Linked DNA regions of Sus scrofa: all the other regions are linked to region 2. The links are chromatin contacts, called in public HiChIP or PLAC-seq and promoter capture Hi-C maps. All regions are on one chromosome and are shown on one strand. The core of a region is the stretch at or near the end of the contact, and the rest is flanking DNA. Distances in the headings are between cores, read along the strand shown.

Region 1 (6,304 bases), core at 55-2,554, 180 kb after region 2:
AACTCCCATGATGGTGAATTTTAAATTCACATTGTCAGAAATGTTATTTGGACACCAGCCCTCTTCCCTTCACTACCCCCAGGGAAATGGAAACAGATTTCCCAAATTAAAAGGCCTAATGGAAGTACTTGTAGTCTTAACTTCAGTATTAGAAGATGAATTTATATGTTGCAGGGTGGGGGTGGAGGAAGATAGGTAGGGGTAGCGTTGTGGTGGCAATCCCAGAGTGCCCAGAACTTTTGCTTATTTATTCAACACATAATTACTGAGACAAAACGTAGTGGTAACACCTTGTGTTTATTTATCTATGCAGCACACAATTCATGAATGCATCTTCCTAGGCCCTGAGGATATAATAGTAAAAAAAGGAGATGTTATCCTTGCCCTCATGGAGCTCACAATCTAGTGTTAATCTAGTCATTAACAAACAAAAAAATCACAAGTATATAATTGCCAATATATCAAGTGAATCAAAGGAAGGGTGCCTGATGGTTATGAGAACATAAAATGGGCGAGCCGAGGCGTTCCCCCTGTGGCCTAGTAGGTTAAGGACCTGGTGTTTCTGCAAAAGCGGGCGCAGCACCCCTGGCCCAGGAAATTCCGTATGCTGCTGGGTGTGGCCCTAGAAAGAGGAAAAAAGAAAAAGCAAAACACCGAGGAGCTGAAAACAAAGAAGTGGGGAAGACCGGTGGAAGCCTACTGCAGTTAAACTGACAAAAGGTGGTGGTTTGGGCTAGAGTGGGAGCACCGAGCTGGAGAAAAACACACTGATTGAGATGTCTCATGTCCACATCAGCGCGCTCTCTTCTCTCAGGGGACAGCAGAAGTGCAGACCAGGGCCAGACTTCTCAGGAGTGGCTCTTAGAAGACCCTCCTACTTTGAACTTAAGCAGAAGCAGAGGGTTTCCTCTGGTGTGGGGGTTGTGTGTGTGTGTGTACACTATTGAACCCGCCATGTGCTAGGACCAGCACTGTCCCCCTTTCCCAGATATATCTTGTGAAGTGTAAGGCGATAGGGTTGGAGCCCAGGTTTAGATGCATTCAAAAGTTAGTTCGTTTACTGTTCCTTTTTCTACTCTAATTTTCAATTTTACAGCTACACGAAGGGGCCCTTAAGCCTCAGTGGGCAGAAGTTAAGGCTGAACCCCGCAGCTAGAACACTTCCCTCGGTCCAGAACTAGAGAAAGAGAGCTTTGTTTCCCGACGGAAGGGGAAAAAAAACCCTCGCGAGGCCCGGAAGTTGCGCGTTGCATTGCCCTCACCCACCTCCCTGGCCGGGGTGAGGCCGCGGCGGACTGCCCTTCTTCAAGATGGCGTCGAAGATGGGTTCGCGACGGTGGATGCTGCAGCTGATCATGCAGCTGGGTTCCGTGTTGCTCACACGCTGCCCCTTCTGGGGCTGCTTCAGCCAGCTCATGCTGTACGCTGAGAGGGCCGAGGCGCGCCGGTGAGCGGCTCCGCGCGGTCGCTGAACGTGGTGGGGGCTGTCCGGCCCGTCTCAGGAACGGGGGTGCGGTGAGGTGGGGAAGAAGTCGGGGCCCAGAAAGTTGGGACGCTTGTACTGGGGGGGATTTGGGGCCTCAAACTTGTTAGGGACTCTGGTCTGGAGCAAGGTGGGTAGCGAGGGTAGTGCGGGGTCCTAGCCATGAGGGGGGCTCTGGTTTGGGGAAGCAGTGGAGCTTGCGGGAGCTCAGGGTGTCCCGAGGCTCTTCCCGCTTCATTCTTTGCTTCATTCTGTCCTTGTTCCTTCCCACCTCCCGGCTCACAGGAAGCCCGACATCCCAGTGCCCTACCTGTACTTCGACATGGGGGCGGCCGTGCTGTGCGCTAGCTTCATGTCCTTTGGAGTGAAGCGGCGCTGGTTCGCGCTGGGAGCCGCACTCCAGCTGGCCGTTAGCACCTACGCCGCCTACATCGGGGGCTACGTCCACTACGGGGACTGGCTGAAGGTGAGCACCTCGGCCCTAGATGGGACCTCGCTGGGATGACGAGGAGCCAGTGCCCGGCACAGTTGGGTGAAGCCTGAGAAGGCGGAACCCCAGGCTTGTAGAGATTATCACAGATCGCAGAACAGAAGGATTTAGAGACCACACAAGCCTGCCTTTCAAAGTGTGGAAACTGAGGTCCAGAGGTGGGAAACAGACTTTCCCAAAGTTACACCACAGTTGGCATTACATTTACATTTAAATCCTTGGTTTAGGATGTAGTCTGTTATCTCAGACTCATAGGACAAAAAGGACCTTTGAAATATCTGATCTGACCATCTGATTTTATGAAATTTAATTAATCCTAGGGCAGCATTTAAGCCTGTAAATGCCAGAACCTGTGCTAGGCACTACATGCTTGGAGAAAAGCCTGGACTAAGGCACTACCCTCAAGGAATGGACTGTCAGTCCAGTAGGGGAGGCAGATGTGTGAATAGCTGCAGGACAGTGAGATCAGTGGTTACTTTGTGGAACAGACTATACTGTACACCAGAAAGAACACTGGGATTCAAGGGAGCAGAACTGGGGTGGGGAGGGGGGGCAATGCTTGGCATCTGGGTTCTGCCGCTTACTTTGTGTAGGACCTTGGACGACTTTATTAACCCTTCAGGGCCTCACTTTTCACTTCTGATAAAAAGAGTTATCTATCTCTGCTCTACCTGCCCACCACACTTGGAAATGCTAAGAGGGTTCATCACGTGGAGTGGGATGCTTCGAGATGGGCAGGCAGTTCTGCGCTGCGGGCAGCCAGCAGACCTGTGGTGGCTTCAGTTCCTGACTGGGGTCCCCTCGCCTCGGCCTAGGTCCGCATGTACTCGCGCACAGTTGCCATCATCGGCGGCTTTCTTGTGCTGGCCAGCGGCGCCGGGGAGCTGTACCGTCGGAAACCCCGCAGCCGTTCCCTTCAGTCCACCGGCCAGGTCTTCCTGGGCATCTACCTCATCTGCGTGGTAGGTTGGGGGAACGGTTGACTGGAGATGCTTGACGGAGTGAGCTGTGAGCCTGAGCCTGGCAGAATGCAGGGAGGTGGGCAGGATGAGGCCTCGCATGCAGTTCCTGATGACCTGGCTCCTGGCAGTTGCCCTGACCAGCTTCTGAGCCTTGGGGGACCTTCAAGAGACTGAGGGCTGGCTCAGAGTCCCTTCTTCCAACATGATGGCCACCCGGGAGAGGAGAGGGTGGATCGACCATTCAGTCCTAAGCCTGAGAGCCAGGATAGCAAGATGGCCTGCTCCTCTCACGGTTTCAGCCCCCAGAGGATTGGGAGAGGGGACAGAGGGGAGGTTTGGAGCTGATGGGGCTGCCTGGCAGAACCGGTTATATCCTGGGTGCTAGGGGAGGCCGGGGTGGATGGGGACGTGGACAGGCCCTGGGTCACTTGGCTTCATCTTAGTTCCTGGGCACCATCTCCCATGTGCAGGGTTCTGTGTTCAGAGGTGAGAGTCCTGGTCTGACTGTGGAACCTCTTCCTTTCCGAGCCCGCAGGGTGGGGAGACACAGAGGCCCCAGCCTCATGGTGTTCCCTAGCCTGAGGGAGAGACACAGAAAGCCCCCTGGGCAGAGGAGGGAGTTAGAAGCTCACCCTGTAGGTGCTGGCTTGTGTCTCGGGGAGGCCTTCCCCGGACAAGCTGCTTGGCCTGTTGGAGAGCCTCAGAGGGCGCTGTGTCTCTAGGCCTACTCCCTGCAGCACAGCAAGGAGGACCGGCTGGCGTATCTGAACCATCTCCCAGGAGGGGAGCTGATGATCCAGCTCTTCTTCGTGCTGTATGGCGTCCTGGCGCTGGCCTTCCTGTCAGGCTACTACGTGACCCTGGCTGCCCAGATCTTGGCTGTACTACTGCCCCCGGTCATGCTGCTCATTGATGGCAATGTTGCCTACTGGCACAGCACCCGGCGCGTTGAGTTCTGGAACCAGATGAAGCTCCTTGGAGAGAGTGTGGGCATCTTCGGGACCGCCATCATCCTGGCCACTGACGGCTGAGTTGCACAGCCTAGCGGGAGGCTGCAATGGGCATGCGGAGCCACAAGGGCCACCCTAGCTTCCTCCTTGCTGGCCCAGTTATGTTTATTTATGCTTTTTGGTCTGTTTGTTTGACCCTGTGTGTTGTGTGTGTGCACGCGCGCGTGTTGGTTGGAGGCAGGTCTCTTCCCCAGTTCCTGGGCTTGGGCCTTGGTGGGGGGGGGAGCCCTGGTGACTGTGCTTTACGGGTTTCTTTTTCCTGTTTGTTACGAGAGCTGGGGCCAGCTGTGCGCCTGGGTCTCCTGTCCCAGGGACGGGAGTAAGGCTGGACGAGGGTGGGGGTACCCAGGGTGGGAGCCAGTGGAAGGGAGACCGAGAACCAGCAGTGAGCCAATGTGAAGAATTCCTTTTCGAAACCTGCAGATGCAGGGAGGCTTTGCAGTGCTTTTCAGAGACTGAGAGTGAGTGCGTGTGTGGACACGTGGACCAGGCCCGGGAGAGCAGAGGGGCCAGGCACCGCGGAAGTCGTGGGCTCTCAGGGTACTCCAGTGTCAGAAACAGCACTAGCTGTCACCCCCTTTGAGGGCAGAACAGGCCCCCCATCCACTCCGGGCTGTGCAAGGGTGGGGCAGGCAGCAGCCAACTTCCTGCCTCTGGCCTTCTGTTTCCAGCCCCGTGGGGGTGGGCACCCTCCCAAACACCAGACCACACAGTCCTCCAAAAATAAACATTTTATATAGACATTTGGCTTTGCTTCTCTGTTCTCCCCACGGGACACTTTGCCATTGGCTGGGATTGATCTTGGGTTTCTTGAAAGCCCATATCTGGTTCAGCCCCACCTTGGTCCGCCCATGACCTTTCCCTGTTCCGAAAGTTCCCCCAGTTCTCTGACTCTCAAAAGTCTCCACATACTCCCTGTAGCGTGTGCTTTCTCTCACGTCAGTCCCTCTTGTTGCGGCTTGTCTTTTCCTCCCCATTCGGTGCCAGCTCTTTTCAAAGAAATCTTCGGTGGGGCCACTAGAGGGAGGGAACTAATGTTAAGCTTCCTGCTGGGAAGCCCAGGACTTTGCATTTCACAGATGAGGAAATGGAGGCTCAGAGGAAGTGCCACAGAGCCGGCTTCCAGGGCAGCTCTAATGCCCACGCCCAGACGTGTACTCTCCCCTCACCTAAGGGAAAACAGGCAGCTCTTGGGGTTGGTTCTGTCACAGCCCCTGCTGTGCCTTAGTGACCCCTCTACCTTCTCGTCCACACACCGCCAGACCGAAAGTAACCCCGAAGCCAGTTTGGCGCTTGGCACTGTGGGGGTCAGAAAGGTCGAGTGAAACCTGGGCCTTGGGACTGCTGCCCGTCCGAGATGTTCTGCTGCTGCAGAGAGGAGATGTGACCTCTAGGGGGGGCCAGGGAAACGCATCCAAGTCTGGGCTTGTATCTGAGCCCACCTGGAAGGGAGCCAGGGCTGCTGCCAGTCTGGCCTGTGAAATGGAAGATGTTTCCTAACTAGGGGGCAGGGGAGCCCCTCCGGGGGCTGCTGACAGCTGAGTGGGAGAGATGGTGGCAGCATTCATTCTGGGGCCTTGGTCTCCTTTAGCTCCTCTCTTCCCTCTGGGAGTCGCCTGGTTCCCCAGCCCTCAGGATCTGCTCCCAGAGGGTCACTGCTAATTTCCCTTCACGTGCAAGCTGATTCAGACAAGAATTTGCATTTTAATCAAGGCCTCCTGAGAAGTTGCAAGACCTGAAGGAATTCAAATGAGTGGTGGAGTCTCAGGCAGATGTGGGTGAGCATTTGGGCAAGGGAGCCTCCGAAGAGCACAGAGGCCACAGACTGGCCCACCCTTAAGCCCTGAGTAGAGCCCTGCCCTCCTCCTCCCCCCAAATCCCTGGACTGAAAATTGAAGGCCATCTGGTTGTGGCTTTGGAGCAAGTTGGGGATCTTGGGCAGGCCCTTCTTCCTGTACTTGTCCTCACTCAGGTGCCCCGCTCTGGGCGGGGCAGAGTAGGGGCCACCTCCTCTGCAGATCACTCAGCCAGCAAGCCTGGTCTGGCTGCCTGGGAACACCTCCAGCAGGCATGGCTTTTGGTCCACCCTGGCTGTCCCAGGGCCTACAGGGCTGGTGGAGAAGGTCAGCTGCCTGGGTCAGAAGCCGGCTTGCAGAAGGAGTCCGGCAGCCCCTTGGCATGGTTGACCAGCTCATAAGAGTCCCGGATGTCGGCCAGGCCAAACCAGAAGAAGATCCACTGCTTGTTGGAGAAGCTGCCATCACTGTGTTTGAAGTACCTGGTGGGGGTTGGGGAGAAGGTTTTTAGGTAAGGCCGGTGCTCGCCACTCACTGGTTTGCTTATTGAGGACCTACTACAG
Region 2 (5,899 bases), core at 2,367-4,866:
AGCTTCCGTCATGGCGCAGCATAGACGAATCCAACCAGGAACCATGGGATTTCAGGTTCCATCCCTGGCCTCGCTCCGTGGGTTGGAGATCCGGCATTGCCATGGCGTGGGTCGCAGACACAGCTCAGATCTGACATTGCTGTGGCTGTGGTGTAGGCTGGCAGCTGTAACTCCAATTCGACCCCTGGCCTGGGAACCTCCATGCGCCGAGTCCGGCCTAAAAAGCAAAACAAACAAACAAACAAAAACATACTGAATGAGTCCACGTAAATGAAGTCCGAAAACAGGCTAAACTATGGCAATAGCTCAGAATACTGCTGACATTTGAAGGAGCTGGCTAAATGCTGGAAATATTCGGTATCTTGCTTTGGGTGGTGGTTACATTATATATAAATGTACACATATACTATGTATACATATGTAAAAATCCATCAAGCTATACTCTTAGGTTGTGTACATTTTATTGTCTGTAAGTCATACCTCAATAAAAAAGAAAAATTGGGGAGTTCCCGTTGTGGCGCAGTGGTTAACAAATCCGACTAGGAACCATGAGGTTGCAGGTTCAGTCCCTGCCCTTGCTCAGTGGGTTAACGATCCGGCGTTGCCATGACCTGTGGTGTAGATTGCAGATGCGGCTCGGATCCCACATTGCTGTGGCTCTGGCGTAGGCTTGGTTGCTACAGTTCCGATTCGACCCCTAGCCTGGGAACCTCCACAGGCCGCAGGAGCGGCCCAAGAAATGGCAAAAAGACAAAAAAAAAAAGAAAAATTTGAAGTTCCCTTGTGGCACAGGGGGTTAAGGATCTGGCATTGCTGCAGCTATGGCTCAGGCTGCAACTGGAGGGTGGGTTTGATCCCTGGACAGGAACTTTCACAAGCCACAGGTGGGCCAGAATAAACAAAACAAACAAATAAACATGGGACAATACCTCCAGAAAGAAGAAGAAGCTTTATGTCACCATTTTAAATTTTAAAAATAACATTTCCAGAGTTCTCTGGTGGCTCAGAGGGTCAAAGATCCAGCATTGTTACTGCTGCCACTCAGGTTGCTGCTGTGACTCAGGTGTGATCCCAGGCTTGGGAACTTTTGCATGCTGCAGGTGTGGCCAAAAAAGAAAAAAAAAATTTTTTTTTCCAAATACACGTTATAATACATAACTTTGAAAACAACATGTTCATTGGTATTCTACCACATAGAATAGAAATTTAAGTGCCACACTTTGGTTTAGGCATTCCAGGCACAGTAGGGGTTTTATATGAGCTAGTGCTGGGATACTGGCAACCCAGGGAAAATCTGGGGCTACGTGGAGAATGTGTAGCTAGGATTGTGCCCTGTCACCAGCCTGGGCAGGGGTTGTGAAATGCCGAAGCTCTGCATCAAGGCGCAGGGCAGAAAACTGGGAGAGAGGGGGGAATGAATGGGAAGAGGGGCCAAAGAAAAAAGGCCAAGGGTAGGTTCCCTCAGGCCCTGGCCCACAGCCCAACTCCTAGACTCCTGACCTCACCAAAGACACAATAGATGTAAAACAAGCCAATCAGTTTCCAAGTGGGACGAGTTCCAGCCATGACTTTTGCTGCCCAAGGAATGAAAAATCAATAATAATCATTCTTATGATTCATGTTCATCCTGTTTTATTCCAAAGTACTTTACCGAAAGGCCCCTTGGCCCAGCCAAGAAGTTTAGGCGGGGAGCCAGGACACCTGGACTCCAGATCTGTGTATGAAAGACTTGGAACTTTGTTTCTAAGTTTCTCCCACTGTAATCGTCACAAGTGACATTGCGGAGTAGTTTAACAGCTTTACGTACATCATTTCACTAGACTCTCCAACCCCTGGCGAGGAGAGCAGAGAACATAAGATTGCTAGTTTAATCTTATAGTCAAGGAAACTGGGCTCAGATGAAGTTAGGAGATCCCATCAAACTCAAACCATTAAGAAGGCGAGGAAGCCGAGAGGCTCAGATGCTGGAACTTTTGACTCCAAACCCTTTGCTGTTTCCCAGTCAGAAGAAGAAAGTCAGTCCCTGCCAGTTCTAAGTACAGTATGAGTTGGCTTGATCATACACAAAATGCCCTCTGTAGGTGCCAAGGGCAGAGCTGGGCTTGTGGAGCTGAAACTTGCATAATTGTGGGGGTGGGGGGGTGCTGCCAGGCCTCTTTAACAAAAATACCAAATGATGGATCAAAATTAAGGGCCTAAGACAGCCCCTGTGATAAGGGGCCCTGAAGCTTAAACTTCATTAGCATCAAGGCAAATCGGCCCCTCCTACGTGCTCTACCCACTAGAAAATCCTGACACACCAGATCTTGACAGGATTTTCCTCCCTGTTTATGAAACGTGGCAGATGTGGGCTCTGGAAGCCCTGGAAAAGGAATCTCATTTCTCCCGGGAGACATGAGGAACCGCAGCAGCAGCAGCGAAGCCCGCCTGTGAAGATGGAGAAGGCTGTTTGCCAGGGGAGAGTCCAAAGGGGCCAGTGACCCAGCTGGCCGAGATGTGGCCGCAGCAGTGCTGGCGTGGTAGGCTGGCATCCCAGGAGCCGGGAGCAATGGCGCTGCCCCCGGAGCGATGGCCCAAACTGTAGGCTCGCCTGTCGGAAGCGGGCGTTCTTCAGACTGTCATCTGGCTTCCTGCGTCCAGATAAACCCTCCGCGGAGGAGGACAGGCAGAGGAAGACAACCACAGACGACGGCAGTTGGGAGGGTGGATGGTGGTCCCGCCCAGGCCTTTCGATCCCCGGCCCGCAGGGTGGTAGGAGAACAGAGGCCTACGAGGAGGCTGCCCCGCTGCGGCTTGCGCGGCGAGGCCCGGGTGCCAGGCTCCCCTCTTGGCTCCCCGCCGCCGCTGCCGGGGGTGGGGGTAGTGGAGGGTGGGGGGCAGCGCCCGCAGCCTGCTTTCCCAGGGCTGGCCGAGCCTTTTTGACAAGCCGATTGCGTGGCGGGGATTGGCTGGTCCGGGCGTGACGCCGGTTAACAACAAAGGTGGAGTTGGAAGAAATTAGATTAAAGGAAAGGGAAAAAAAAAAAAAAAAATTAAAGGGGGAGCTGGCAGGGGACAGGCGGCAGAGACCGAAGGGGAGATGCACGAAGCGAGGTCTCAAGCTCCAAGTTCACCCCGGATACCCCTTTGCCTAAACCCAACGGGGTTTTTGCTCTTTATCCAGACGCCGGCCCAGCCACTGAAGCCGGGGTGGGAGGGACGGTTGCTGCTTCTTGAGAAATACCCCCACCTCCCACCCTGACACCCCCTTGCTACGGCCCAGGGGGAGAACTTTTTGCTTGGACTTCCTCGGATCCTAAACCCGTAGGAGGTGAGGGGCACTGAGAACAACGAGGGGCTCGCTCCAAAACCCGGAAGGCCCTGGCGGAGCCCCGAGATCGGACTAGGCGGGGTGCTCCCCGGGTTTTTCAATGTGTTGCAAGCCTAAGAGCTATTTGCTTGCTTTTATCTTTTTCTTTCTTTTTTGTTTTTTTGTAACACTCCCCCTTGCTCCCCACCCCCCACCCACTCCGCTCTGGCTCTAGGGTTGCAAAAGCAAAGAGCAATAAAAAAAAAAAAAAAAAAAAAAAAAAAAAAAAAACCCGCGCACACACTCAGACACACACCAGTGGCGACAGGGGAGAGTTGGAAAGACGCAGGAGAGAAGCAGGAGGCAGGAGGCAGCAGGGAGGGAGCAATGGGAGCGGGAAGCCGGCAGGTTCCCTCGCAAATCCCCCTCCGGCCCCACGTCGCCTCGCCGGCCCCGGCAGGGGAGCGAGGATCCGGGCAAGCAGATGGAGGAGTGGAGCTCGCTCTAGGCAGCGGGCTTGGCCGGAGAATGGAGGAGCCGCCAAGCGATCGGCTGATTGGAAGAGAAACGCAGAGCGATGGAGGCGGGGGTAGGAGGACGATTTCTCTGCGGGGACTGGCGGCGGCGTATACGCCCGGGTCGGGCGCTGCAGAGCTTGGCTAGCTTTCAACCCGCGCTCGCCGGCTACAGCCCCGCGCGCCCCCACCCCTAGCCCTCCCGGCGGCTCCGCAGGTGAGTGCGAGCTGGGGGCAAAAAAAGACCCGAAAGTCTCAACAAGCCCGCCCTGCCAAAGGAAAAAAAAAAAAGAAAAGCATTTTTTCCTTTTCTTTTTTTTTTTATTTTCATGCAACCCCCAGAGCGGTGGGAGGGAAGGGGTGAGGCTGAGCCGCTCGGAGGAGGCGGAGGGGCCAGGCGAGGCCGGAGTGGCCCGGGAGGCGGCGGCGCCGAGGCGGCTCTGACGGGCGAGCGCTCGGAGCGGCGCTGCGCTGCGCCGAGGCGGGCGGGCGGGCGGGCGGAGCGGGGCGGGCGGAGCGCGGCGCGTGGGGCTCGCCATTAGCCGTCGCTCCGCTTCGCCATCTCGGGCTTTGTCTGGCGACTCGCTGCCCCGGCGTCGGCTGCGGCGGAGCTGCGGCTCGGCTCTTCGGCCCGCAGCACCCCTAAGGCGCCCCTGGCCCGCACTCCCATTCACACGCTCGGTAAGTGAGCCCCAGCGCCGCGGATTTCGGGGGAGAGGGGTTGCTGCGAGCGGCGGCAGCGACGATCTCCATGCGCCCGGGCAGGCCTGGGGAGCCATGCCGGGCTGGATTGAACCAGCTCCCAGAAAGGCTCCTCCGCCGGAGCCCGTTGCCCCCTCGCCGTTTGCGGAGTGTAAGCACAGGATTTTTTTTTTTTAATTTGCAAGGAGGATATTTTGTAGGAATAATTTTTTAAAAGTTCGTGTGTGTGCTGCTTGGCAGCGAGGCGACCGCGAGGCAGGCTCCGAAGCCTGGCGCCGCGATCGGCGGGCGTGCGCCCCAAGCCGGTGGCTACGCTCCGGGGATAAGGGTGGGCGCGGACCGCCCGCTCCGGGAGGCAGGCGAGGGGAGCGGGTGAGGGCCGGCGTGGAAACCTGAATCTGAGCTGGGAAGACTTAAGAGAGAGCTCCGGAGCAAGGCTGCAGGCACCCCCCGAGCCTCCCTGGCCGCCGGGGGGCCCTCCGGGCACCCTCTCTGCGGCCGCGCCTCGAGCCCTCCCTCCCGCGCCGGCCGAGCCTGCCAGTTCCCCCGCGGGTCTGGCGAGGTCGCTCTCGGCGCCCGCCCGCCCGCCTGCCTCGGCTCCGAGCCCCGCCGCCATCCGGGCGGCTGCGTGTCTCCCTGCCCCGGCCCCCCCCCTCTCCGGCGGCAGCAGCCGCCGCCGCCGCCGCCACCACCACCACTACCACTACCACCACCACCACCCCCTCCCCTCCTTCCTTCCCTCCGCCTCGGCCGCCCGGGTCCCCCAGCTCCCGCCCCTCCTCCCAGCTGCCCCCCGCGGAGCCCGCCCGGGCAGGCTGTGGGAGGGAGCGGAGCCGGCGAGGCGGGCGGGCTGGCGCTCGCTCCCCGGGGGTCGGTGTGCGCTCTACGGGGAAGGACGCGCTCGCTGCCCCGCTTCTCCCGCCCCCCCTCCCGCTCCTCCTCCTCCCTTCTCCCTCCTCCTCCCCGCTCCGGCGGCGGAGGCTGCGGCGGCGGCGGGGGGTGTGCGAGCTGAGGCCGGGGCCGGCGGGCGGGCGGCGGGCGGGCTGCCTGCAGGCGGAGGGCGCTGTGCTTTGTGCTTTTCGCCGCGAGGAGCAGCAGGCAGCAGCCACAGCCGCCGCCGCCGCCACAGCAGCAGCAGCCGCCGCCCCAGCGCTGCCGCCGCGCCCGGAGGAGGAGCCGCTGCCGCCGCGGGAGGGAGCTGCGGCTGTGCCCGGCCGAGCGGGGGAGGGCGCCGCCGCTCAGAGCCGGGGAGGGAGCCGCCGGAGCGGGAAGCCTGGAGGCCGCGCTGTGCCGGGTAACCGAGGCGGCTGAGGACGCGCGCTGGGGTCGGGGCCGGGCGGCGGGGAGCGAGCCGCGGGTACGGTGGACGCCCGGAGGGGACCCGGGACGACCT
Region 3 (5,768 bases), core at 1,603-4,102, 210 kb before region 2:
GGAGGCCAGGGATCAAACCTGCAACCTCAAGGTTCCTAGTCAGATTCGTTTCTGCTTGACCACAATGGGAACTCCAATTTTCTACATTCTTATCACTCATTGACTTCCCCCATTAAACACTTTGGAGAAGTGTAAATCTCTCTTAAAACCTATTAGATATTCCATTAGATTTCTTTTCACCAATAACCTTCCTGAGGGCCTCTGTCCGCTTATGTCCTCCTGTTCTCATCTGGATGGGATGTTTTTAGGCCTGCTGCACAGCTGTCATCTTGGAATGTCTCTACACCGGTCACACTGGGAATTCTCTTTGCTTCTTTCTCAGGTTCCATCTCTGCTTTCTGGATCTCAGCTCTCCTTCTTTCTCACTTTACTCCTTTGTTTTGCTGTGGAATATAATTTAGCGGCTTCCAACACAAGAGTATATGGGAAATAATTTTTTTAATAGCTTGCAGGTCAAAAAAGACATTTTTCTCCTTCATAGTTGATTAATGATTTGTGATTGACTTTTTAACAGGATCACTACCTTCAAGCGTGTAGGGGGTCAAGGTAGCAGCAGATCACTTAGTAGGTATTGCAATAATAAAGGAGAAAGTTAGGGTGGCTTGGGCCAGGTGTATTTTTATCCCATTTTCTGGGAACTTCCCACAACTTTATTTTCTAACTCTTCTATTGAATTTTTAACTTCTGCTTAAAATTTTTTAATTTTAAAAGTTATTTCTCAATCTCCAAATATTCTCTATTCGGCATCCTATGCTCCCTGATGTCGTTCCTTGTTCTCTGATGTGATCTTATGTCTCCATGGATAATGATTATAATTTTTTTTTTTTTTGCTACCTCCATTACCTCTGACTCTTCGGAAACCCTTTTCCTGTTGTTTCATTTTGGTTCTTGATGGGAGTTATTTCTGTCTCTCCTTCAATGTCTGGTAGTCACTGGCTATCCATGCATATTCAAGAGCTGAGTGGGAGAGCTCTGTGGATGGGATGGGGCTACCTGAATGATGGACTTCTCTATGGGATACATGGGCAGGAACAAGATCTTATCTTGAGGAGACCCCACTCCTCACTCCTAGTTTTGGTATGTGTATGTTTTTTCTCACTAAGCCATTCAGTTTCTCAGAGAGGGATCCTATAGTCTCTTGCCAGGAGAAGACCTGCTCTCTGACAAGAAGGTTGCCTTTTACCAAATCTTCCCATTTTCAGCATGATGGCTCCCTCCTTAGCTGTGACACATATGTTGATGCCTCTGTGGTTCAGCCTTTTCAGAGGAGAACCCTCCCAGTTTGCTACCTGGGTGGGACTAGAGTCTAACAGCCCCTTGAACTGCCTCGTAACTAGTCCTTTTTTTTTTTTTTTTTTCTTTTCTCTTCATTGCTGCACTTGTGGCATATGGAAGTTCCCAGGCTAGGGGTCGAATTGGCACTGCAGCTGCTAGCCTACACCAAAGCCACAGCAACTTGGGATCAGAGCCAGGTCTGCAACCTACACCATAGCTCACAGCAACGCTGGATCCTTAACCCATTGAGCAAGGCCAGGGATCGAACTCACATCCTCATGGATACTAGCTGGGTTCTTAACCCACTGAACCACAATGGGAACTCCCTATGACTTTATCCTTTAAATGTCATTTTAGTGGGGTTAAGAGGAGAAGAGGTAAATGTGTTTTGTGTATCCATGGGATTCAGGTTGCCACATTTATGCACAAGTCATTTCACAATGTTTAAATTCTGAGTGTTCTGCCTCTCCTTATACAAAGAGGCAGCTCTTTTCACTGCTTAGAACTATATTCTTGGACTAGGAGTTGGGTGAGGCAAAGTGTGACAAAAGAATAGAAGATACACACATTCTTTCCAAAAAATTACCTTCATTTTGATTCTCAGGTAGAGAAAGAGTCATTTTTCCACCGTGGGATTTCCATCAGCTACTCTTTGGAAAAGCAGGCAAGTCCAGCTGTCTTTCTTATGGTTTTATGTATTTTGGCTAAGGGAGCTGGAGGGCTGGGTGGGGTGCTCAGGAAGGTCAAAAGATGGAAAAATCTGATTCATAACTCATACAAAGTCAGTGCTAGGCAGGGGCAGTAGAGATTACTGAATTCAATTTCCTTTTTTTTTTTTTTAAATGGAAGCTGAAGCCCAGAGGGCTGTAGTTGATTTGAATAGACTTTGGTCTCTTGGGAAATACTTCTCTCTAATGATCGTTAGAAAATGTCACGTTATTAGTAGTCATTGGCCCTTTGAGTGCTCCAAGGCTGCCGGGCCCCTTTCTGTTCCTTGGTCAAAGGTCTTTTCAGAGGGCGTTCTTCTCATGACCAGTCTGGTTTTTTGCTCTTGTTGCCTTTTTGGTTTTTTGGTAGCACTCGTTAATTTTTAAAATTATGTAATTATTTTATTATTTATCTGGTTTTCCCTGTAAGCACTATGAGAGAAGAGATCTTTCCTGTCTCGTTCGCCACTCAATCCTCAGAGTGAACCGGGATTCGAACCTAATAGTCTGGGTCCAAAATCCGCGCTTTCAGCCACTACATTATGCTCTTATTTGGTGAAGAAAGCAGAGGATGGGCTTCTGCGTTCCTAGGCAAGCAAGAGGGCAAGAAGACATCTCCCTACTGGGAGAAACGAGCAGGTGGAAAACATCCGCACCCAAGCGAGCGGCGCCCCCTCTTGACCTTTCTCTCCGGAAGCGCATGCAGGCCTCCGCTGCGAGTGCGCACGCGCGGCCGCCGGGGGTCGCTCTGGGTCGCGCGCGGAGCGGGGACGTGAGGGGAGGTTCCGCCCCTGGGGCAGAAGGGCGCCTGCGCCAGCGGGGCTCGGGTCGGGACGCGCAATCTCGCTCCCTCCCTCCCTCGCCTGCGCGCGCGGGTGGGCGTGGGAGGAGGCGGGGAACAGGGGAGGGGAGCGAGGGGGCGGGTGTCGCGGGAGGGACGGAGCGAACCGTAGAGCGTCGTCCTGAGAGGAGTGAAGGCGGCAAAATGGCGGACCGCTTCTCCCGCTTCAACGAGGACCGAGACTTTCAGGTAAACACGGGCGTCGCCGAGGATCCGGGGAAGGCGCTGGCCGCGCCAGAACCTCCTCATCCCCTGCTCCCAGCTCTCCACCCCCACCCCCCCGTTCTGCTCCGGCTTCCGAACCGGCTCCCTTTTCTCCCGCGTCCGATTCCTCCAGGGGCCTCCTAAGCTTGAGGCGAGGCCGCATCTCCTCTCAGCTCGTATTCTTACCTCTTAATTCAGGCGGCAGGGTTTGCGGCCTCGGTCTGTTCCGGCTGCGGCTTTGGGAGCCCCAGCCTGGCGGCTGAGTGGGGGGCTGTGCTGCCCTCGGGTGTGCCGGGCGTGTGCGGGCGCTAGGTTGGCTCCCAGAGGCAAAGGGGGGGTGGGGTGGGGGTCAGAGGGCTTGGGGCGAGTGTTGCTGAAACCAGGGCTCCCGAACCCCTGGATTTTGCTCGTACGGCTCTTCTTGGGGTTCTTCTCCCTCTTTCCTCACTGTAACAAATAAATCCCTTTCATTGTCTATTTTATCATTTCCTTGCCCGGAAAAAAGGGGCTTTATTTATCAGATGCCTTCTTGGTTAGTCACACAATGAGATTTTCCTGGGCGAAATGTTGTTGTTGTCATTAGGCCGTTAATTGGCCTTGCAAAACAGCTTGGAAGATGGTCGATGTAAGCTTAGCCCCAAATCCTACCTTGAGCGATTTGTAAGAAGCGTCATGATAACGGACTTTACAAGCAGATGATGACTAGTATCAAAGGCTTGATTTTTCTTTCCAAAGTTGCAAATGTTGTCTGGAAAAATGTCCTTGCCATGGCAGGCGTTATGGAGGAAAAAATAAAGGCCAAATGAGAACAACACGTCTTTCGGCTGTTTCGAATACCTTCCTGTTGAGCATTGTTACCGCAGAAATCTCTGCGACTAAAGGGCATTTGGTAGAGATGGGCTCTTTCTAGGGTAAAAGACATCCTCAGAGTCTCAAAGAAACCACTGCATTACTACCGCATATCCCAGCAACAGCAGTTTGGGTCTGGGGATGAACAACCGAACTCAAGTTTTTATCCCGCTGCAGATCTTTCTCAGCAACACGGGGATATTCTAGTTTGGTTTCAAAAGGCAGTTTGAAATGGTTTGAATTCCCCGGGAAGATTGGGTTGGTAAATAAACAGGTAAAGCAGTTCAGCCAACACTGTTAACAGTCTAATGCATAGAACGCTAAATGAGAAGTTTTGCAGCAGCAGTAAGGGATCTGGGGGCTGTCGAAAAGCCTTGTGATCAGGCGCCTGCTGTATAGCTGCAGCACTACACAAGATCTCAAGGTGTTTGAAGATATTATGCAAGTCCAGGGAAGTTTGAAGTAGTTCATATTAGCCGTTTCCCTGGGACATGATCTCTGGAAAAGGTGGTGGGTTTGGTTTTGTTTTTAGGGAGCACCATAAAACATGAGTAAGCTGCAGGATGTGTGGGGTTTATTGGTAGTTTTTAAAGAGACGGGTGACAACTAAAACCCTCAAATACTTTTAAGAGGAGGTAATTTGAAGGTCACTTAGTAAAATTGAAAATAGATAATATGGACAATTAAGTTTTGTGTTTGTCAGCCACAGGATTTCAGCAGTCTTAAACAGGATTTGCAGGGCCTTGACAGTTTTTGAAAACTGGAGAGCAGAGTATGAATGTGGTCACCTGAAAAAATCGAGAAAACCTCTATTTTTTTTTTTTTTCCAAGTAAAATGATTCTCTTTTCTGTTGCTTTAGTGGAGACCTGCTTTTGGTTGCTTGGTAATTCTTTGAAGATACTACATGTATTTTATTTATTGCTTTTAAGTTGGAATACCCAATTCCTACTATATTGTGTCAGCCAGGTAAATGTTGGTTTTTTTAAATTCAGACATCCTAGTATTGTGGGTAAATACGGTGTTGGTAATAAAAACCTTTTAGATAATTACAGAATGTTAGAACTTTCTATTAATTGTGCTAACATTTCTGAAAATCACTTACTTAAAAATACTTAAAAGTACTATTTTTTCATGGATGTTTTAATGTAGGGGAAAATGTAGATTGATTTTCATTAGTGATGTTACTTGATTTAAAATTATTGGAGAGGAGTTCCCGTCGTGGCGCAGTGGTTAATGAACCCGACTAGGAACCATGAGGTTTCGGGTTCGATCCCTTCCCTTGCTCAGTGGGTTAACGATCCGGTTGCCGTGAGCTGTGGTGTAGGTTGCAGACGCGGCTCGGATCCCGCGTTGCTGAGGCTCTGGCGTAGGCCGGTGGCTACAGCTCCGATTCGACCCCTAGCCTGGGACCCTCCATATGCGAGAGCGGCCCAAGAAAATGGCAAAAAGACAAAAAAAAAAAAAAAATTGGAGAGAAAAGATGCTTCTGTATATAGAGTATTTGAAACATTGTTCAAGGTCAGGCTATTCAGAATTAACTGTGGCCTCCTTTTAAGGTTTTAAGTGATAAATGAGATGACGCTATGGAGTACACTTGAAAACAAATCCAGAGTAGGTTTCCAAACAAAGTGCACAGATGCTGTTGCTTTAAACAGATCTTGTAGCACTGGAAATTTTTCTGTGCACCTTTTCTGGTGAGTTCTAGATGACTATCACTGTCTTTGCCTTTCTGTCACATTTTGGCAAGATAATTTAGAATTGTAGAATTTTATTCTTTGCCAGTTTACCACCAAGTGCAAAGTTTGGGGAGTTTGAATGTTGTCACTTGAATTTAGTATGGACTCAGAGATGGGATCACTATTAGATGTTGTGAACATCTAAAGTTTCAAAG
Region 4 (6,588 bases), core at 1,022-3,521, 140 kb after region 2:
ACCTCGACGGGAACTCCGAAAGCATGCTATTTTTAAAAAAATGATAAGGAAGGAGACTGTGTGATGTGAGCTCTAAGATGCTCAGAAGTCCCATTCTTACGCCTCCCGCTGCAGGGCCAGCTCTGCTCTTGTCACCTATACGGAGCCCGGGCCGTAACTCTCACCCTGCCTCCCAGACCCTCCTGCTTCCTCTCTCTCCATTTCCCAAATCCCAGCCTGAATTACTTAGGTAAGCCGCTCAGATTTGAAAATGGGAGTCGTGGAATGGACAGAGAAGTCGAGAGAGAAAATGAGAAAGACAACAAAGTTGTTGCCAACAAAGTTCAAAATCCCCTCCCTGGCTTTAAAGCTGCTTTGCTTGACCCCAGGAAACACACTGCAGAGGCTGCTGTGGCCAGAAAAGAGAAAAAAGGTGGGAGATCAGAAAAGACGCCGGGGAGGAAGATAGAAAGGACTCACCTCCCAACCCCCCCCCCCCAAAAAAACTGAGCCTGGTTCACACACCAGATGCTCCACACAAGTCCTTAGGAAATGAATAGAGGCTTTGTCATGTGGGGGGCCATTAAGAGTGTCTACCCAAGGCAGGTGGTCTTAGGGGAACAGGAGGAGAGAGGGAGGCTTATGCAGACTTGGAGGAAGGAGAGCACAAAGCAAAGGCAATTGGGTAGGAAGGAAATGATTAGACAACCGCTTTTCCGTTTGCACTAGGCATGAAGCCCTTGCAGAGGAGAGTGGAAGGGAAGGTAGTTTTTTCAGCAAGTCATTCCAGCCCATTCAAGTGTCTCCTATGAACCTCCCTTCCCTCCCCCAGGCTGGCAATCTGGCAAGAGGCTAAGGTGAGGGGAGGTCCAGCTGCTGCACGCTCAGAAGAGGTACAGCTCCCTTCTGCACCTGAGAGAGAAAAGGTGGCACAGAGAGATAGCCCGGAAGGGCTCCACCCACTTGCCTGGGATTCCTGGCTTCTAAGTCTGTATGAAGAGCCCACTCGTGAATGAAGGGGAAAAGGAAGAGGAGAAAGTGGTCCCTGAAAGGCAATGCTTTAGCCCAGTCCTTTTGACAATTTACTGTGCACGTGAATCACCGGGGTCTTTGTTAAAAACACAGATTCTGATTCAGTAGCCCTGGTCTGAGGCCTGAGATTCTTCATTTTGAGCAAGTTTTTAAATGCTTTAAGTGCTGCTGGCCATTGTCCGGGGACCACACCTTAATTTGCAAGTCTTCCCCGTCCTTAGCAGCTAGTGCGAAAGCCTAGCATGAACGATGCTTCTTAAAAACTGAAAAACTTCTTGAAAAACTCGGTCAAATACACGAATGAATAAATAAGTTGTGATAAACAGTGAGTTGAGAAGCAGGACTTCCTGCTACTCAAGTCATCATAGATGCTTGTTAAAATACAGATTCCCAGCCCCTCCCCTAGAGTTTCAAAATCAGTCCATCAGAGGTGGAATGGGGTATTTGCATTTTAAACACGACCCCCTCGGTGATTTCTCTGATCAGGCCCGTTAAACCCTAGTCTAATGATTAGGAGGGGGATTCTGAGGTCTGAGTCCAAGACGCACAAAGATGCTCCAAGGGGAAAAGTCAGTGGCCACGGGCTAGGGGGTGGGCAGATCTTTACGGGGTCATGGGTTCACTGTTGGGAGGGTGCCAGGCCTTTGAGGCACCTGCTGAGAGAGAGATCAGGAACTGCACAGGACTTAAGGCCCTTGGGGGTGGGGGACCAGGACGCCGGAGGGCTTCGCTGTCTCACCACTTGAAGACGAGGTTGAGCCACTCGGTGATGAGGCTGATCCAGAGTACCGCGATGCCCACCCGGCGAGAGGCGTAGTAGGCCGCAGGGAAGTAGAACAGAAAGAGGCTTTTGGGGTCGCCCAGAAAGGTGACCCAGAGCCACACGTTCTCCAACCAGGGCAGCTGGTTCTGCAGCGCCTCGGCCATCGCGATGCCCGCGCCCAGTGTGGACTCCATGACCACCCAGTGGCCGGCCCGGCCAGGGTTTGATCTAGGGCGGAAGCGGAGGAGTCCAGGAGACAAGGAAACTGCTACTCACTGCGCTCCAAAGCCCACCCTTCGGAGTCGAGGCCACGCCCCCGGCAGCTGCCAGCGAAACCCCGCCCCTGCCCCGCCCCCGGCAGCCCCGGCTTGCCCCAGCCCGGCCTCCTGCCGGTACCGTTTCCTTCTGCGCTCTTCCCGGGCCTTCCTTTCTACTGGGCAGCGCAGGGGACAAATCTTTGCGAAGGCGTTTCCGCAGATCCCCACGTGGCTGCTGTTGCCGGCACGTGGGCATCAGCGTAAGAGGCCACTGCCGCTGCTGTTCCGGGTCAAGGGACAGACTAACCTGAGGGTCGGTGACGCGCCCAGGGTCCTTCCTTTGCTGCTGTGAGGATGGATATGTAATTTTTAGGGCCAGGATCCTTCCAGACCAAACCTTTCTCCTCCGCTACCGCTACCCTCCAAAGATATTTGGAGATCTTCTGGAGATCGAGCTAGGCATCTCCGGTGGGCGCTGAAGTGGGAGGCTGAGTTGGCACACACTGCTGGCTAATCGGTTCAAGCCTCCACTGCTTGAATTCAAACGCTGTTGATTTAGAGGCTGACAGATAAGCCTCTTGATCTTGAGAAGTTGTCCCTAAAGGCTTACACATAGCAGTCTAAGTCACACTTCCTCCCAGTTCTAAGCTTGCCTTGCTCCTCTCCTTTTGTCATTTTGCTTTCCAAAACCCCGCTGGGCAGATAAACCATGAGATAGTAGCTAGCTTGGTAAGGGAAGAGGAGGGGCACACACCCACGACAAAAATTGGAATAATCCTCTGAAGGAGCACACACAGAAAATAGAAATCTCAGCTATTCCAGGCGAGGTCTTGCCTAAAGGCAGAGGTGAGGTGGGAGGAGACTGCTGAAGTGGTTCCTTCCTACCTCAAGCAACTTTGTTCTTGGAGAGTGTTTTGTTTTGTTTTTTAAGGGTGAAGATGAAAATGTAAATCCGGGTTTTTCTTGGAAAGATTAATTTCACTAATTAAAACGGTGTGGGGAAGGGAAGCTAGATAAAAAAAATCTCATTTCACTCCTTTGCTAAATGTTTTTCAATTGCCCCAAAGGAAAAAAAAATTCAATTTCCTAAGTCTTTGAAAGTTTGCTTGGGCTCTAGCCACACAAATTTTACCAGCCCAGTCTCACACTGTTTCCTGATATTTCTGAGCTGCCTGATATCACCAAGCTCTCTTCTCTCAGGGGTCCTGGCATCTGCAGTTCCCTCTGCCTGGAACATGGCCACGCTCTTTCGCCGCTTATCCTTCAGGTCTCAGATTTTTTACTTCTTCCAGGAATCTTTTTCTAACAGTGCCTGGCAACCATTTATGAAAATCAACAATGACAACATTGCATAAAAAGTGGAGTGGCAGTTATTTATGACTTATGGGGGAGACATGAAGATTCTCTGAAAAACGCAAGGATGAGGGATTTGAATGTTTATTTCTATTAAAATGATTATACTAATATTGACCCAACATTAGGAAGTTGATGGCTCTTGCAAGGCAAGGAAAAATTTTTGAACTTTGTTCAGGTTAAGAAGTGTCAGGTCTGGCCCTTTGTGTCCCTCCCTCTGCCTGTTGTTATTTAGACGTGAGGCTCCAGAATTTCTATAGTGGAGGGGTAGATGGGTTAGGGATGGTAATTTGCAATAGTAGGGCTTGAAAATGCATCTGCATGGTACTTACACGTTAGGAAAATTGTTTTTGATCTTAGATAGTCATTAATAGGGAGCCCCAAACTCCTGCTCCATGGCTACAGTTGTCCCTACCACTGCTCCTCACTCTTTGCTTGGTTTTCTGGAGGAGGGGACAAGACCGGAGATGGGGAAGAATTTTGAGTTCCAAGGGTGAGGGGTGATGGCAGAGATACTACCATTTACTAAGGACCTACTACATGCCATGCATTTGTACTCGTTATTTTTTTTATCTTCCACTCCTCCCAAAGTCTCTATGAGGTATTGTCTAATATAGCATAGCAGTAAATAGCACTCTCTTTGGAAACAGGTAGATGGAATCTTTGCTAGTTGTGCGACCTTGGAAAAAGTTTAGCCTAAGACTTAGTTTCTTCATCTATAAAATGAGAATATTGACTTCTACATCGAAGGGTTGTTGGGTGCTCAATAGCGACAATACATACGGAGTAAAGAAACAGGATCAGGTTTAATAATTTGCTCAAGGTCATATAACTCAGTGGAATACTGATTCCAGTTTAGCCAATTCGACAGCCAAAGTCCTTTCCACTACCACTTTATAACTAGGTATAATCGTTTTGAGCAAGTTTTGATGAGTTTTCTGGGACTTCGATTCCTCATATGTAAAATACAGAGTTCATTCATTAAACTCTTGCGTCTAGGCGTGAACGTAATGAAGATTGCAGTTCCCTCCTCCTTCCTTTTTTTATTCTACATAGGTCATTTATCTTTAACTTCTAAAATGGACCCTGCAAACACTTCACCAAGTGGGCGCAGCTGCACAAACATAATTATTTAGATTCCTCTTTATTTCCTCGTCTACCCTCTTCCACCTAGGATCCCGCCCCACCCAACCCAGGCCACGCCCTGGCGTGTGACGTCAGCACGCCTCGTGCGTCGCGGCGCGGCGCTCACTGGGGGCCCGGCTTTCGCCCGCTGCTGCCGCCGCTGCCGCCGGCCGCGGCTGCTCTCCCAAGATGGCGGCTCCTCCGGGCGAGTACTTCAGCGTTGGGAGCCAGGTGTCGTGCCGGACGTGCCAGGAGCAGCGGCTGCAGGGCGAGGTGGTAGCCTTCGACTACCAGTCCAAAATGCTGGCTTTAAGTATCCTTCCCTGCGCGGAGCCCAAGGCCGGGCCGGCGTGTATGTGCGGTGGTGGTGGGGGGGCGGGGGACGACAGCGGTGGCTGGGGCCTCTCCGGGCCTAGGGGCGACCGGCTACCGCGGCGCTCGGAGCGCATGCGCGCGGCCCTGAGCTCCCCTCCCCCTCTCGCGGGTCCCTCGGTCCGCGGTGGGGACCCTGTCCCCCACGCGTTGTGGGAGCTGGGCCCCGTACGAGGGTGGGTGGGTGGAGGGGGCTTGACACGCGGGTGGCTTTTCGGGACGAACGCTAGGAGAGAGGACACAGTGATTAGAAGAGGGGTGGTCGTGGGAGGGGGCTGGGGAATGGAGCCCGGATGGAGGCGGGGAGGGTAAAATCCTGTGGGGACGGGGTGTGCAGAGTAAGGAACTGCTAGTGGGACAAGGGTATGGAGTTTAGGTGGTTTGTCTGCTGATGGGATTTCGTCCAAGAAAGGGCGGTGGGGTAGTGACCAAATGGGTCTCTCCTTTTTGGGGGGAGAGTAAGTGCAGGATAGGAGTTTGTATCTGAACTGGGGATGGGGCTTGTTTTCCTGGTGCTTGTGTGTGTGCTTGTGGTGCCAGTGGGGGCGGGGAGTGCTGAATTTTGGGCTTCTCAGTCATATGGAAATTGCTATTTTGGGGATGTTTGTGTTGGAAACCTGGTGCAGAGAGAGGACCACGTTTTTCGGGGGCTTATGTATCGATGTATGGGTTACAGGTGAAAGAGTAAGTTATATTCTCTTGCTCAGCCCAGCGCATGGAATCCTGATTTTCCATAGTAGTAGCCTTCCCTTTGGAAAGTGGCAGTGTTAGAATGGAAAAAGTAGCCTCTTCGGGGTGGAAATGATTTCTGAATTACTCCAGGAAAGTCATTCTTGGAAACAAAATACTTCCTGGTTGTAATAAATGTGCCACCCCTTCCCCTCTTATTTGAGCCACAGGTGGGTTTATTTGGCTTTTTTTTTTCTTGGAGTAATTTTTTAATGGCACCTTTCAAAAGGAAGTTTCTTTCTGAGTCAGTTGCTTTTGAGTGGCAAGTGTTTTAATTTATTTAACCACTAGTCCTAGATTTCTAGCTTAGGAAGATGTCCTTTGAAACTAATTACAGCAAGAATAGTTTTGTTTTTGTTTTTGCTTTTTTTTAGGGCTGTACCCAACAGCATATGAAAGTTCTCAGCCTAGGGGTCTAATTGGAGCTACAGCAGCTGGCCTTCTTCACAGCCACAGCAACGTGGGATCCAAGTGGTGTCTGCGACCTACACCACAGTTCATGGCATTGCCAGACCCCTGACGCACTGAGCGAGACCAGTGATCAAACCCATATCCTCATGGATACTAGTTGGATTGTTTCTTCTGCACCACAATGGGAACTACTTTGTTGTGTTTTTTAAATACAAGAATACATACCTGGATTAAAGACCATTTACATTACTGGTTTAATTGGAGGGGTTTTGGAATGAGAAATTACTCAGCTTTTAATTGATATACAGTATGCTCTTAAATGGTCAGAGAATGAGTGAGTGAGTGAATGAATGGATGGGTTAACTAGCTGGGTCACCTTGAGTGAGCTTCCTTTCCAGTGCTGTAGTTTTTTCCTGCAAAATGGGAAATCTCAAATCTGAAAAAGTGAAAAGAGCACTGTTCAGATATAGGAAGGATACCAAGAACAGAAAGTACTTGCTCTCCTGTGTGGTTCATTAGGTTCAAGGCAAACAGTATACTTACAGCATTAAAACTACGTCAAGCCTC

What was found. Promoter capture Hi-C pulls out the DNA fragments that hold promoters and counts their contacts. HiChIP or PLAC-seq counts read pairs in DNA pulled down with a chosen protein or histone mark.
Region 1: an H3K27ac HiChIP or PLAC-seq map of alveolar macrophages shows a contact between it and region 2. The contact joins the promoter of TMEM101 here to the promoter of UBTF in region 2. A contact is called at or near these places in 1 of 5 promoter capture datasets (liver), 1 of 47 Hi-C or Micro-C datasets (liver) and 1 of 2 datasets of contacts at active chromatin or transcription factors (alveolar macrophages).
Region 3: a promoter capture Hi-C map of fetal skeletal muscle shows a contact between it and region 2, with 3 times the contacts expected there. The contact joins the promoter of GPATCH8 here to the promoter of UBTF in region 2. A contact is called at or near these places in 3 of 5 promoter capture datasets (fetal liver, fetal skeletal muscle and liver), 20 of 47 Hi-C or Micro-C datasets (alveolar macrophages, brain, embryonic fibroblasts and 12 more) and 2 of 2 datasets of contacts at active chromatin or transcription factors (alveolar macrophages and skeletal muscle).
Region 4: an H3K27ac HiChIP or PLAC-seq map of alveolar macrophages shows a contact between it and region 2. The contact joins the promoter of G6PC3 here to the promoter of UBTF in region 2. A contact is called at or near these places in 3 of 47 Hi-C or Micro-C datasets (retroperitoneal adipose tissue and skeletal muscle) and 1 of 2 datasets of contacts at active chromatin or transcription factors (alveolar macrophages).

The regions. Positions count from the first base shown.
Region 1 is chr12:19,164,329-19,170,632 of Sscrofa11.1, forward strand. TMEM101 (transmembrane protein 101) reads left to right here and starts at 1,305. Exons shown (of 4, transcript NM_001244685.1): 1 at 1,305-1,447; 2 at 1,769-1,949; 3 at 2,789-2,935; 4 at 3,658-4,686. The coding sequence starts at 1,311. The coding sequence ends at 3,966. It overlaps NAGS (N-acetylglutamate synthase), which reads right to left. Exons shown (of 6, transcript NM_001097520.1): 6 at 6,070-6,223. The coding sequence ends at 6,070.
Region 2 is chr12:18,986,233-18,992,131 of Sscrofa11.1, forward strand. UBTF (nucleolar transcription factor 1) reads left to right here and starts at 3,617. Exons shown (of 20, transcript XM_021066877.1): 1 at 3,617-4,021.
Region 3 is chr12:18,773,652-18,779,419 of Sscrofa11.1, forward strand. It overlaps GPATCH8 (G patch domain-containing protein 8), which reads left to right and starts at 2,853. Exons shown (of 8, transcript XM_021066861.1): 1 at 2,853-3,012. The coding sequence starts at 2,968.
Region 4 is chr12:19,124,020-19,130,607 of Sscrofa11.1, forward strand. It overlaps G6PC3 (glucose-6-phosphatase 3), which reads right to left and starts at 2,272. Exons shown (of 7, transcript XM_003131354.4): 1 at 2,171-2,272; 2 at 1,751-2,002. The coding sequence starts at 1,968. It overlaps LSM12 (protein LSM12 homolog), which reads left to right and starts at 4,611. Exons shown (of 5, transcript XM_021066900.1): 1 at 4,611-4,822. The coding sequence starts at 4,699.